4 separate regions of the Sus scrofa genome follow, and all the other regions are linked to region 1. Evidence: chromatin contacts called from public Hi-C data. All regions are on one chromosome and are shown on one strand. Each heading gives the region's core, a stretch centred on a gene start, on an enhancer-like site or on the middle of the called end of the contact. The rest is flanking DNA. Distances are from core to core; before and after follow the strand shown. Region 1 holds the start of LOC100524239 (cytochrome b-c1 complex subunit 10). Region 2 holds the start of REXO1 (RNA exonuclease 1 homolog). Region 3 holds the start of DAZAP1 (DAZ associated protein 1). Region 4 holds the start of RPS15 (ribosomal protein S15).

Evidence for each region. A called contact is a pair of places that touch in the nucleus more often than the background predicts.
Region 2: a Hi-C map of liver shows a contact between it and region 1, with 6 times the contacts expected there. The contact joins the promoter of REXO1 here to the promoter of LOC100524239 in region 1. A contact is called at or near these places in 2 of 5 promoter capture datasets (fetal liver and liver), 1 of 47 Hi-C or Micro-C datasets (liver) and 1 of 2 datasets of contacts at active chromatin or transcription factors (alveolar macrophages).
Region 3: a contact with region 1 is called in a Hi-C map of liver, with 2.3 times the contacts expected there. The contact joins the promoter of DAZAP1 here to the promoter of LOC100524239 in region 1. A contact is called at or near these places in 1 of 5 promoter capture datasets (liver) and 2 of 47 Hi-C or Micro-C datasets (heart right ventricle and liver).
Region 4: a Hi-C map of skeletal muscle shows a contact between it and region 1, with 3 times the contacts expected there. The contact joins the promoter of RPS15 here to the promoter of LOC100524239 in region 1. A contact is called at or near these places in 1 of 5 promoter capture datasets (fetal liver), 1 of 47 Hi-C or Micro-C datasets (skeletal muscle) and 1 of 2 datasets of contacts at active chromatin or transcription factors (alveolar macrophages).

The regions. Positions count from the first base shown.
Region 1 is chr2:76,901,403-76,904,852 of Sscrofa11.1, reverse strand. It overlaps LOC100524239 (cytochrome b-c1 complex subunit 10), which reads right to left and starts at 1,634. Exons shown (of 3, transcript XM_003122996.3): 1 at 1,504-1,634. The coding sequence starts at 1,553. It overlaps TCF3 (transcription factor E2-alpha), which reads right to left. Exons shown (of 21, transcript XM_021084225.1): 19 at 1,504-3,450.
Region 2 is chr2:76,692,366-76,695,815 of Sscrofa11.1, reverse strand. REXO1 (RNA exonuclease 1 homolog) reads right to left here and starts at 1,547. Exons shown (of 16, transcript XM_003123002.4): 1 at 1,269-1,547. The coding sequence starts at 1,425.
Region 3 is chr2:77,068,795-77,072,244 of Sscrofa11.1, reverse strand. DAZAP1 (DAZ associated protein 1) reads left to right here and starts at 1,761. Exons shown (of 12, transcript NM_001244506.1): 1 at 1,761-1,912. The coding sequence starts at 1,884.
Region 4 is chr2:77,042,980-77,046,429 of Sscrofa11.1, reverse strand. It overlaps RPS15 (ribosomal protein S15), which reads left to right and starts at 1,681. Exons shown (of 3, transcript NM_214334.1): 1 at 1,681-1,767; 2 at 2,621-2,855; 3 at 2,949-3,101. The coding sequence starts at 1,681. The coding sequence ends at 3,062.

The DNA.
Region 1 (3,450 bases), core at 385-2,884:
CACAACACATGTGTGAGCTTAGAAAGCGATCCCCAGGCAAGGCTTCAGATGAGACCCTGAGCAGAGGACCTGGCTCAGGTGTGTCTGAATACCTGACCCACAGAAACTGATAATCAGTGTTTGTAAAGCTGCCGGATTTGGTGGGCTGTTTGTTACACAGCAATAGAGAAGTCTTACAGGTTCCATCGCTGGCCTGTGCAGGACCAGAATTTGTACATGGGTGACCACCTCACTGGATCATCCTAAGCCATGTGCTTGGGGGTGTTGGGGTGGAGAGTGGAGGGATCAACAGTCCCGAGCCACCTGCAGCAACCCCTGCTCTTGGGGTTGAGGCCCATAATACTCAGCTTTGAGCCTGGGAGAGGTCACAAGTTACCGCTGCCTTTGGAACAGACTACGGGGCAGGTGTCCTGAACAGAAGGGGAATCTCCTCCCACAGCCCAACAGCTCTGAGATTTAATGTCAGAGAAGCCTTCCCTCAGGGAGGCCACCACCCCTTCTCATTCCTGCCACGCACAGGGAGGGAGTGGCCACGAACCTGACTTCTAAGAGGAACCAAAAGATGGAGAGGTGGTGATGATGCTGACAGCCCCTCGTGGGACTTCCTTACACCCTCACGACCTGTCCTTCCCCTCCTCGCATGAAGACGTGGGGTCCAGAGGTCCTCAGTTGCTGAGCACAAAGTCTGGGACACAACCCCCACGGTTCCTGGGGCTGGATCCCGCTTCTTGGCCTCTGGAAGCCAGCAGGGGGGGGACAGGGTTGCACTACACCCCCTTTAACATTTTACATCAGCCTCAGGCCGTGGGTCACATCGGTTTATTTTTTCTTGTTCATGGACTAGAACGTCAGACACGAAGGTTCCGTTTATAGCTGTGTCTCTGACTAGAAGCGAATACACTCAAGAATGCTGCCGGCTGCCGACGGAAAGAAACTCTGGAAGAGGTGTCGCGGCTCTGACCACAGGCAGATAGGAATGGACAGTTCCGGGGGCCTGGGCCGCCTGCGGGAGGGGCTGCGGGTGCTGCCGGAGGTCCCACTCGACGCCAGGGACGGCTTTTTCGTTTGTAAAGCCCACCCGAAGATGCCTGCCAGATCCACCATCCAGGGCCAGCCCCCACCCCTAACTCCTTGCCGGGGACACGACTGCCGAGTATAAGCCGGTTTCCTAGCGCCCCACGTCGTGGGCACGCCCATCCTAGCTGCCACGTGGGGTCACCCCAACACTACCCGCCTCTGACAAGTGCAGCTGTCGGCTTCATAACGTCAAACAAAAGCAAAGTTAGGAGCGTATATGGTCAGTTTCCAGGCCCCAAGAGCTGAACCGGGGGTGCTGGGCGCGGACTGGGTGGGCAGCATTACGGTCCCCAGGGAGAGGGGGTCGGGGGCCCTCCACGCACGTGTGCTCAGAACACACCGCGCCGCCGCTCCGTGCCTCTGTTTCCCCCATCTGGGACCCGGCAGGACACGGGGTCCAAGTCCGAGGGCGAGCTGCGTCCTTACCAGTTTCTGGCCAGCTCGCGGTAGCGCGGACCCAGGAACCTGCTCAGCATTGCGGCGCAGTCTTAGCTCAGGGTGACCCCGGCCCCCTCGGCTCGGACGCACTGCGCAGGCGCGACCGCCGCTGCGCGCAGGCCCTCAAGGAAGCCCCGCCCCGTCTGGGCGGGCTGACTGCGCGAGACCCGGAGCCCACCGCTGCAGGGCGCTCAGACTTGGAAGACATTTGCAATCGCTTCCGGGGAGGGTCTGAAGATCGCACACTGGAGTGGGCGGGCCTGGGGGCGGGGCTTTCTTGCCGCGGGACCCGAGGACGCCGGCCCTGCCCCTCCGCTCCGCAGGTCAGAGTGACTCCTGCTGAGCAGCCTCCAGCAACTAAGCGTGGCCCGCGACATTTGTCCGGTGAGTTTGTGTCCTTACTACATGCCAGAACTTTATTAACAGTTAAACCGAGGCCATACGAGGAAGAGTGTCGCAGAGGGGAAAGGAGGCGTTTTGAACTCCCTTTTGGAGGATTTAGGCGTTCTCACTGGACTTGCTGTCAGCGGGACCTTGGCCAGATAGCAGTGCTACCCCGAGCCTCCGAGCGTCGGTTTGCTCGCGCTGAGTTGTTTGTTGCTAAGAGACCCTGTTGTAAATTGTTTGCACGTTTCGTTTGGGAGTGATTCCTCACTCCGGCGGCAGAGGGAGGCCTGGCTCCTCGCATTGTCAGCACTTCAGGACACCTGTTAGCTGCTGGGACCCGGACAGGCGGCTCCTCCTCACCCTGCTTCCCGCCGCCCCAAGCTCGCCTTCTTCAGTCACCGCCTTTGGGACCACCAGTGTCGAATGCAGGCTTGGGTATGAGGACTGGACTCTGGGTTTGTCTGCCCATTTCGTCGCGTTCCAGTCCTTTTGGAATCAGCACCTGGGCACCCTCCAAGACTGCAGTTTCAGGGGCTGCAGGTTCTCACCTGCCCCTGGCCACGGGGGTGGGGGGTGGGGCAGAGAGGACCCGAATAAACCTCTGTCCTTGATGGACCCTTAACATGTGGGACATAGAGGGTGCCCTGAAAATTACAGAGAGAGAGAAATCTTGAGGCAGAAGAATATACCAGCCCAAAAAGATGAGCAGAGGTGGGTGTAGAGGCCTTGGCGCTGCAGGTCCTGGATCCAGCAATTTCTGAAGCTCTGCCTCATTGTTCCTTCTGCTTAATGCACTTCAGCTCATGATGCAGAATACTTTTCCTTTCAAGTGATAAAGAACAAAAGTCGGCTTAAGAGAAAAGATGGACGTTTAAAGGCATGTTGGATGGCTTCAGGCACAGGTGGATCCAGGAGTCTAGCACTATCATGAATCTTTCCCTCCATTTCTCAGCTCTTTTGTGTTGCTCTCACTCTCTGGTGAACTCCCTCTGAGCAGAGGCACCCAGAAACTCTGGGTTGACATTCCAGCAACCCTTGCAGGAAGATGGCACCTCTTTCCAAATAATCACAGAGAATGCCCCAAAGCTGGTTCTCATTAGCCTGCTATGGAAACAGGGCAGAATCACCCCCTCTCACATGAGAACATGGACTGAAATTGGGAGAGGATCCCCAAAAGAGAATACCAGGGTTATGTGACCAGAAGAGATGGAGGATAAGCCAGAATGGTTGGCTACCCTGGCACACCACTGGCTCTCTGCCCAGGCCTCTGGGGTTCCCTGTAGGATCCTCATCTGGCCCTTGGGAAACCAAACTCCTTTTCTTGTGTTTAACTGATATGAAATTCACATAACATACAATTAACCATTTTAAAGTGTACAGTTTAGGAAGTTCCCCCTGTGGTACAGCAGAATCAGCATTGTCTCTGCAGTGGCTTGGGCCACTTCAAGGGTGTGGGTTTGATCACCAGCCTGGCACAATGGGTTAAGGACCCAGCATTCTGAATCTGTGCTGTAGGCCAATGCCTGGCCTGAGAACTCCATATGCTGA
Region 2 (3,450 bases), core at 298-2,797, 210 kb after region 1:
TGGAGTCTGCAGACAAGTTGCTGCTGGGGGCATGGTCCCTCCCTATCTGTCCCAATGGTAAGGAGCATCACTCGCCAGGCCAGGCCAAGTCGGTCAATAGATGGATTGAAAACTGCACTGTCTTGAGTTGAAAAAGGACACCGGGAGGCCGTTGACACTCAGCTGGGGGTAAGGCACCGCTGGAAACTAAGGCACCTGTGGGCCAGGCCAGCTTCCCTCCTCAGGGGTAAGTTCCTGAGAGCAGGGCCCACAATGCACACAGCCCCAGGCCTGGCACAAATGTGGAGCCAGGCAACCAATGCTTGCATCTGGCTGGCTGTGAACAGTGGGTGGCAGGTGCAAAAAGTCAGGACAAACTTACAATGGAAATTTGAGAAAATGCTACCCCCTCCTTTTTTTTTTCTGGCAAAATGGGAGAACAAGCCCATTATTTAATCTTAGCAAGGGCGCTCCTCTTTGAAAGTTAAAAGGCTCTGAGATGGGGATTCTTTCATGGGGAAAGAGAGAGGATGCCGAATGAAGAATATGAGCCTGAAAGAAAAGGGGAGCCCAGTCCTGAAGGACAGGAGCCCCAGTGAGAGCCCGAGTTCCCCTCCGGAGTAAGGACATCCCTGCAAGCCTTTCCTCGCGGTGCCCCTCTTTTTGCCCCCATTCTTAACAGCTCAAGTCCCACACTCCCCACAAGCAGCGTGACCCCGGGCAGCTCTCACCGAACTCTGCCGCGACATTGATAATCACCACGGTACTGTAATGCTCAATCTAGAAACGTTCACTTGGAAGCCTGACCCCCACCCCAACACACACACAAGCAAGTGGATATGTTGGCACACGGCTCAACACACAGCCCAGGTTCCTAAGCAAGATCCTCTAGACTGCTACTGTAAACAAGAGAGGCCACAATCAGCGGCGCGGCGGCCGAAGAAGCGCAGAAGTAAACAAGGGCTGCCACGAGCACTCGGGGCCGGGGAGGCGGCGGGAACGGTTCCCCCGGCATGAGCTCGGGCCTGCCAACCAGTGTCGGCCGCGCTCCTTTCCCGAGCCCGGCGCGCTCCACCCTTGCGACGCCTCTAGGAGAACGGGTCCCTTCGTTGTTTACGTTTTGCACTCGTTGAAGCAGAGGTTTGCAGAGGTCGCTCAACGTGGGCCCCGGGTAGGTGGCCCGGACTTGGGGACACGTCGCCCGCGAGCGAGAGAGAAGAAGGTTGGGCGGGGAACTGGGGGCCAAGGAAGCCCGGGCGCCGGAGTGCTGAGCCCGGGGCGGGCATTACCTGCTGCGGGGGACGCCGCTCCGCCTCCCCCGGGTGCGCCCGGGCTCCGGGCCCCGCGGTGCCGGAAGTGGCAGTAGGGCCGCCGGCAGGGCCCCCCGGGCGCCCCAGCCCAATACGGGCAGTCGATGGCCCGGAAAAAGCCGGTGGAACGTAGCATGGTCCGTCCCGCGGCGGGGCCGCGGCCCGGAGCCGCCCGGGCCCACGGGCCCCTCACTGGCGCCGCGGTCGCCGCCGCCCGCGCCTCACGGACCCCGCTGCCGCCGCCATCTTGCTCCGAGGTCCCCGGAGGCCCCCGGGACGCCGCCGCAAGGGACCTCGGGAGCAGCTGCCCGAAGTGCGCCTGATCAGAAACACCTGCTCCCGCGGCCCCAAGGAGGGTCATGGACCCATGGCCCAGGACAGGCAGTCGCGGGGGTAGGGGTGGTGGGGGCGAGACGCCCTGCCTACTGTCTCCGGGAGCCTCGCCGGCGCCGCCGCCTGGCCCTCGGTGGCGGCAACAGCGCCATCTTGAGCCCCAGACCCCTGCGGCGCCTGGAGCTGTCCACGGCACGCCTGATCAAAAAAAAAAAAAAAGGCCCCCCTCATAGTCCAGCTGTGGCTTAGGTGCATTTAATTAGTTTTATTAGCACGTCTCCCTGAGGCGCCCTCTGCTGGTCAACACGAGTCCTGCGGGCGTGTCTCACCTGCACCTGGAGATCTGCACCGGAGTTACCCAGCTCAGGCTCTGAAACTCAACTCCGCCCGGGTTGACTTCGAATTAGTGCTCACGTTTTGCACTCGTTGAAGCAGAGGCTTGCGGAGGTCCCTCGACTTGGGCTCCGGGTGGACTCCCACTGGACTCTTGTCTGAAATCTCATCCCCAGGTCCACCAGCGGAACCCTATTCCGATTTACTCATTTGTCCACCAAATATTGACCCTAAACCGTATTTTATCTGTTCATCAGATAATAGATATTCAGGTGGTTTCCGCCTGTTTGTTGTGAATTGAGCCTCTGTGAACATGTGTGTATATGTATCTGAGTACCAGTTTTGTTTCAGTACTAGTTTTTCAAATGATGTAAATTTGTTTGTTGCCCTTTATTTAAATTGGGGGAGATGCTTCATAAAACTACAATTCCCAGCCTGCCCGCCAGCTGGCAATTGCCAAGGATCCCCGTGTGAGCACAGGGTGGGGGTGCAGTCTGTGCAGGTCATCTCCTCCCTCTCCCAGCCCATCTATCCTTACCTCAGCCACCTGGCCCCGGTGGCATTTGGGCCTGAGACCCCTCACCCCAGGGGTCTCTCGATGCCAGCGCCTCTTCCACCGCCAAGAGGAGGGAGGACCCCTCAGCCTGGCCCTGACAATGCTAGTGAGGTGAAGTCAGGTCACCCCTGAGCTTGCACTTACTAGATGCTTCCTCTGTACTCACTGACTGACCTTGGTTATTTACTCAACAAATATTTACCAAGGACCTACTATGTGAGTGCCAGACCCAGTGCTAGAGACATCAGTGAACAAAGCATAGATCCCCACCCTGGCAGTAGTAGCGTTCTAGAAGAGAGACAGCAGGAGATCAGTAAAGGAGATACTTAAGTACAAGGCCGAGAGTGCTCTTCTGGAGGATGGGTGATAGGGAGAGTAGGGAGCTGGGGAAAGGGGTGGTCCATGGAGTCTGATGGGGAAGTGGAATTTGAGCAGTTCAAGGAGAAAGCCAAGCAGGCATCTAGGGTAAAGGCATTCCAGGCAGAGGGCACAATATGTGCAAAGGCCCCAGGGCAAAGGCGGCACCAGGCTTGTTGGAGGAACTGCAAGGAGGCCTGTGTGGCTGCACCTGAGTGAGTAAAGGGGAGAGAGGGAGAAGGTAACAGCGGCAGAGAGGGGGCAGGGGCAGGTCATGCAGGGCCTGGTTGGCCTCAGGGAGGACTTGGGCGATTCACCCTGGAGGGAGGTGGCAGCCTGGAGCGCTGAGTGCAGAGGAGGGCAGGGCCTGACTCACAGAAAGTGATCACAGACGCCTTCTGGTGGCTCCAGCCGGGAAGGCAGACTGTGAGGGCCAGGGCAGGAGTCCGGATCAAGGGTTGGTCCAGGTGGGCCATGAGGTGGGATTAGGTGGAGGCAGGAGAAATGGACTGGTTCTGGGTATGTTTCAAAGGTAGATGTCCAGTTAGAATTCCAAATGGGGAGTTCCCGTCGTGGCGCAGT
Region 3 (3,450 bases), core at 512-3,011, 170 kb before region 1:
CTAGTTCATCTTTTTAAAAAGATCTGAAGCAAACATGACAAAAATGCCAGCGTTTTTGTTCCAGTGGCAGGTACATGGCTGCTTGTTATTTTATCCCTGGTAGGTGTCTGTTTTGTAAAGTATATTATTTTAAACTGTTTGTGTCTGGCTTCCTTCATTTGACTGCATCCTGTGCATTTCATTCACACCCTTTGTGGTTTATTTATCCAGTCACCAATGGAGGGACATGTGGGTTGATGCCAGTTTTCTGCTCCTCTAATAATGGGGTGGGCTGTGAGCATCTTGGGGCATGTCTGTCTGTCTGCACTCAGCCCAGCATTTGGGGGTTGCTGAGCTTCCACTGTTGGAAGGATAGTGGCAGCTGGCCCCCCATTTTTGCTCACTTCCTCACTACACACCCCTCAGCTTTCCCCTAGCACACTCCTCTCCATTCACCACGTTTGCGTTCCCCCAGAGTAGGGAGCCAGCCCCCACCAAGTGTTACTGTTCTTTTCTGACCTGGAAAACTTAAGTGTCCTCCACCCCCACTCCTGGGCAAGAGAGAACACCTGCCTCATGCCACCTAAGGCCAATCCTTCCTCCTCTGCTGAGCCTCTGCTTCTCATTTGCAAGTGCAACTCATGAGTTATCCTGTTCAGAGGCTACTGTAATTGATGATATGGATGCCAAAGTGCTTTGCAAACTGTAATGTGATGGAAGGAAGGTGCATTTTAAGTGTTTTATGTGTTACTGCTTACCTATGACCTAGTTCCTTCATTCCTCACATTCATGTAATTTTATGGTGAATAAATTAATTGTCAGGCTATCAAGACGTTGAGACAGTGAGTGGAAAGTCACTAGGCAGCATGACCACTATCTGACACCACCATACAGATCAGCTTTTAATAGGGTCATTGTAGACCTGGGTTTGGCGTTCCCTGCCCATTGTAGGATATTTACCAGTCCCTGACCTCCACCCACTAGATGCTGGTAGCACCCCCTCACCCAGTGGTGACTGGCATGGCTCAGTATCCCCTGGACGAGAGGGAGGCTGAATCATTCTGGATGAAAACCACCGGTGTGGACAGATGAGGGCAGGACAATGCTTGGCACATGGCAGGGACTCAGTATGTTTTCATAATCATTGGATTTACAGCCAACTATTGGATTTGATTCCAGTTCTTCCCTTGAATGGGTGACCTTGGGCAGATAACTGAGTCTATCAGACCGTCTGTATCTTCTGGGAGACTGGGGCGGGGGTGCAGAGCGCGCAACCGAGGTGCAGGTGCAGAACTTGGCCTCTAGCGGCTCCGCGGGGGTGTGGGCGTGGCCTCAGCTCACGGCCGACACCGACAGGCCTCCGCCACCTCCCACTAGAGACTGAACAAGGAAGCCGCAGCCGCGCCTGCGCCCCGCAGTGCCTAGCCCCGAGCGCCTGGCCGCGCACGCGTCCCGCCGCGCACGCACGCACGCAGCACGCGCACGCCCTCGGGGCGGGGCCGGCGCCGCCGCCGGCGCGCAGGACTCCATTTCCCAGTGTGCCCCACTGCGACGCTAGCAGCCCTCGAGGAGAAAGGCCGACTTGCGGTTGCCGAGCTGCGGTAGCGAGGGCCCCGGCGGACGCACGCACGCACGCAAGCACGCGGGCGCACCCCTGGCCCCGCCCCCGGAGGCCCCGTGCGGGAGCGCGCCCGGGTGTGCGCAGGGCGGCGGCGCGGGCGCGGGGGCGCGCGGTGACCGTTGGCGCTGAGGGGAGGAGGCAGCGCGGCCGTCGCCGTTGCGCAGATCCGGGCCGCGGCTGTGGGGAGGGTGCTGGGGCCAGTGACCTTCCGGAGGCGGGAGCGAGCCAGGGGGCCCGGACGCCGAGCGCCGCCGCCGCCGCCGCCGCCGCCGCCGCCGCCGCCATGAACAACTCGGGCGCCGACGAGATCGGGTGAGGACGCGCCGGCCCGCGCCGCTGCTTCGGCCGGCCCCCGCCCAGACCCGCCCGGCCCGTCAAGGTCACGCCGCGGGGCCGCGCCGAGCCGGCTGCTGTGGGGCAGGGGGCTGCGAAGAGCGGAGGGAACCTTGGGGGCCGGACGCCCCGCCGCCTCGTGGCCGGGCACCCCAGACAGGAAGCTAGGGTCCGAGGAGTCTTGAGGGGGAGAGCGCCTTGCTACCTCGTGGCTGGGGGTCCGGGGAGTCGGGGGAGGTGTTCAGGAGTCCTGATAACCTCGTGGCCAGAGACCTCGAATGGAAACTGGGAGTCCTGAGGGTCTGGGAGTCCTGAGGGTCCGGGCGTCCCGCCGCCTTGTGGCTGGAGACCCCGAGCGGGACCCGGGAGCCCAGGGAGTCCTAGCGGTCTCAGCGCCCCGCTGTTTCCTGGCCGGGAACCCAGAGTGGAAACCTGGGAGCCCTCGCAGTCTTTTGCCGGGGGCGGACCCCTCCTCCAAGCTAGAGTTTACGGCTTGGCTGGCGGACCCCCAGTTAGGAACCACCTTGTCTGCACCCGGGCATGCCAGGGTTTCCCTTTGGGGGCCCCGTGCTCCTGTTTCTCCTCGGGGACCTCGAAAAGAAACCCAAGGGATCCAGGGCACCCCCAGCCCGTGCACAAACTTGGCGCGTCAGCGCACGTGGCGGGCCGGGGTGCGGGGGGATCCAGTTCTGCCGCCGCCCAACTTCTCCCTCCCGGAACTCGAGCGATGGTCCCCTTCACCATCCCCTGTCCTCCTAAGTGAAGGTTTGCAAACCGAAGGCTGAAGGCCAAGGTCATGGGGCCGATCTCTGGTTGGCACTCCTCGTGCCCTGTGGTGCCCACCGTCTCAGCGCCTCCACACCACCTGATGGGTTGTTTGCAACTGTTTTTTGTTGTTGGAGCCCCTTTCTGCTTTGCCCCCAGCTAACCCCCATGGGTGTGCTTAAGATAAAGAGAAAGGGAAACGGCGGTGGACAGACAGCTTTGCTTCAGAGGTCTTTCTCTTTGGTGCAGCTATTAGAGGAGGTTTGTTATAGCTAGGTTTTCCCTTTTAATTATAGCTTTGCCTAATGCTAAACGGGCTGTAGATGAGAGAAGTGATCCCAGAGGAACCAGAAAATCCAATTCTGCTCTGGTCTAGGGGTTTGGTCTAGTTTTCTTTGCAGAGACTGGCTCCTACAGCATCAGCGTAATTTTACAGTTAAATTCTGGGAAGATGGCAAAACAGCCTGGGCTGGGTTTCCGTGGCCTTGTGTACATTTTTCAGTGGCCTTAGCTTTGAACAGATGAGGTGTTTACAAAATGCTTGATTTGGTGAGTAAGTCATTGTTTGCTGGTGGGTGGCTGGCCTCACTGAGCCCCTGCCTGGCTCCAGCTGCAGGTTATACCAGAGGACATCAAATGTGATTTGTGGCCTCCCCACTCCAAAAACCCCCTCCCACTTAGAGGACCAGAAGGAAGGCGTTTAATTCCTGGCCTGGTTTCTTTAGGAAACAGCTCCAGGCACTTGAAGGGTG
Region 4 (3,450 bases), core at 432-2,931, 140 kb before region 1:
TTCGACCTACACCATAGCTCACAGCAATGCTGGATCCTTAACCCACTGAGCAAGGCCAGGAATCAAACCCACAACCTCATGGTTCCTAGTTGGATTCGCCAACCACTGAGTCATGACGGGAACTCCCAAAATTTCCTTCCTGTTTAAGGCTGAGTTATATTCCAATGCAGAGGTGGACCACATTGTGTTTATCCATCAACCATGGATGGACACTAGGGTTGTTTCCAATCTTTTGGCTACTGTGAATCACGCTCCTGTGAACATAGGTGTGCAAATGTGTTCTAATCCCTGCTTTCAGTTGTTTGTAGCATTGCCTGGCCACATTCCACCACAAACACCTTAATGTACCAGATTCACTTTCTGATGGAGTACACCTATATAGTTCTAATCCGTTGTCCCATTCTTGCTATTATCCTTAAACATATTACATCTCTGTGTCACAACCCTAGCACTGCAATGTTACAGTTGCTACTTTTAAAATTTTGTCTGTTAAAGGCTGGCTGGTCCCTATCAGGAATGCCTTTTCTGACCATCTGTGTGAAGCCCGTGTCCACCGCCTCCAGACTTTCCTCTTGTCTCAGATATCTGTATAACCTTGTTCCTTATGTGGCAGCTTCGCCCACTGGGATGTGAGCTTCCTAGGGAAGGGACAGCCCTGAACCCCCCAGCCAGCGCCTACTGCAAACATTATTTGTTTTTTTTTTTTTTAGGGCCTCGCCGCACTCGCAGCATATGGAGGTTCTCAGACTAGGGGTCGAACTGGAGCAGTAGCTGCTCGCCTATACCACAGCCACAGTAACGCTGGATCCGAACCGCTTCAGAGATCTACACCATAGCTTGCGACGTCAGATCCTTTAACCTACTACGCGAGGCCAGAGATCGAATCATCATCCTCATGGTTATTAGTCGGGTTCTTAACTCGCTGAGCTACAACAGGAACTCCGCCCACTCTTCCTAGGTGGGGTTCGCTATGGAAATTACAGAGCACGAATATGAGTCTCCGAAAGGGACCGCGATGTAACCCATGTTTCCCAGTTGAGGAAAGAATCCCCAAACACTAGGCTACCGGCCCCATGCTGGGGATCTGAGCACCCAAGAAAGGCGGGGGCTTCTTTATTCCTCTCAGCCAGCACTCTGGCCTCCGGACAACAGAGGACGCCCGTCCTCGGCGGGAAAGCGGAAGTGCGTTCGCGCGCACGGCCGGGGGCGGGGCACGTGAAAGGCCGCGCGATAACTACGCAGGCGTAGCGGGAGTGTTCCTTTCCGAAGAGCCGACGGGATGGTGAGTGTTTGTGCTTGGTGTGTTTGTGCCGGATCCATCCGGTGCCATCCGAACTCTGGCCGCCTCGCGGGGGTCAGGATCGGGCTGCGCGGCTGCGGTAGCCTCCAACAGGCCTCCGGAACCGCCAGATATGGGGGCGCGGGGCAGGCCTGGTGGGGGTTGGGACGACCCGGGGCGGGGAAGGCCTGTGTCGGCCCGCATGTCTTAGGCGAGCCCCTGTAGCCCCGGGCCGTGCTTGCCGCCCTGCCTGGAACCGGCCCGAGAAGATCTGTTCCTGTCGGCTTTCGTACTCCAGAGCTTCGCGCGATTCTCGGCGGGAATTGCGGGCCCCGTGACCCCGCTGCATGGGTGGGAGGTGGGTGTCGGGGTCTTGCTTAGCCCCTTCCCGGGCTCGCGCAGGCGGAAGTAGAGCAGAAGAAGAAGCGGACCTTCCGCAAGTTCACCTACCGCGGCGTGGACCTCGACCAGCTGCTGGACATGTCTTAGTAAGTGGTGGCAGGAGGGGACCCGAGAACTGGGGTTGCAACTTAATCTGCAGCCGAGGTTGTAGACCCTGTGTAAACGAGTGGGCGGGGCTGCGTGCTGATAAAAGTTTATTTGGGGGCGTGGAGTGTGGAATCTAGTAAGAGTTCTGCTTGTTCTCTTTGGATATCGGCATCCGCTTGGACATGTAAAGGCTGTCTTAGGAGTTGCCCTTGTGGCTCGGCGGGTTAAGGACCTGACATTGTCTCTGCGAGGTTGCGGGCTTAATCCCTGGCCTTGCTCAGTGGCTTAAAGAGCCGGTGTGGCTGCAGTGTAAGGCCTGCAGCTAAGTTCCTTAACTCGGGAACTTCCATATGCCACAGGTGTAGCAGTTTAAAAAAAAAAAAAGGTTATTGTCTTTTGTTAGCGAACTTTACAGGCTGGAAGCTTAGCCAGGGTGGTTGCGTTATTCAGGCCCCCAGATGGGAAGGGAGGCTTAATGGTAGCCAGGGACAGTTTTTTCTCCTGGAGATACACCCGTGGGCCTGACTGGGAGGGGCCCACTTCTTGGAGGGCACAGCACAGGGCCCTGTTACTTGCAGTGCTCCTGGGTTCTTGAGGCCTTAAGCACAGCAATTTGCTTGCAAAGTTCCAGTCGTTTGGCCTCCTCATCTGATCCACCCCCCTTCCTGCCTCGGATTTCCTTGTTTGACATAGCAAAGTAGAGGTCCTTGAGCTGGAGGGCTTCATCCAGAGCCTTTGGCCTGGGTACTTGGTTCGTGAGCGGGTCAGGTGCATCGCTTTGGGGGCACTGCAGGAAACAGACCTATTAGTGGGTGGACCACGGGGACTGAGCCTCCAGTGCTCTGCCCCCAGCGAGCAGCTGATGCAGCTGTACAGCGCACGGCAGCGGCGGCGGCTGAACCGAGGTCTGAGGAGGAAGCAGCACTCGCTGCTCAAGCGCCTGCGCAAGGCCAAGAAGGAGGCGCCACCCATGGAGAAGCCAGAGGTAGTGAAGACGCACCTGCGAGACATGATCATCCTGCCCGAGATGGTGGGCAGCATGGTAGGTGTCTACAATGGCAAGACCTTCAACCAGGTGGAGATCAAGGTACGTGTGGCCTGTGCTGCCCTGGGGCAGGCCTGGGTGGGTGGGGGCTGGCCACCCACACCTGCCTGACCACCCTGCTCCCTTCTCTCACAGCCTGAGATGATTGGACACTACCTAGGCGAATTCTCCATCACGTACAAGCCTGTGAAGCATGGCCGGCCTGGTATCGGGGCCACGCACTCCTCCCGCTTCATCCCCCTCAAGTAGTAGCCTGCTGGCCAATAAAGGCAGCCTTCTCTAGTCCTGAGTCTGACTGGTCCTTTTCCATGTGTTGTGTCCAGTCAGTCCCTCAGGGAAGAGGGGTGGGCAGTGGACCAGGGCTAGGCAGTGTGTGCCCCTGGGATTTCTGCTGTAGATGCAATGCCAGCCTAATTCTGGCAGGCTGAAGCTAGGGAAGGAGTGAGTGGGGCGCTACATGTGACTCTGGCCCTGTAGCAAGTTCAGAGATGTCCAGGGGCCTGTGCTCTTCTCTGGCCTGTAGTTGCTTGGCAGCTCGTGGGTGCTCTTTGGCCCATTCAGAGGCAGCTGCTGCCTAAGCCGCCATCCCCCTCTGCAGTCTCTCTTCCCAGGTTCCCACAGTGGATCAACAGGAACA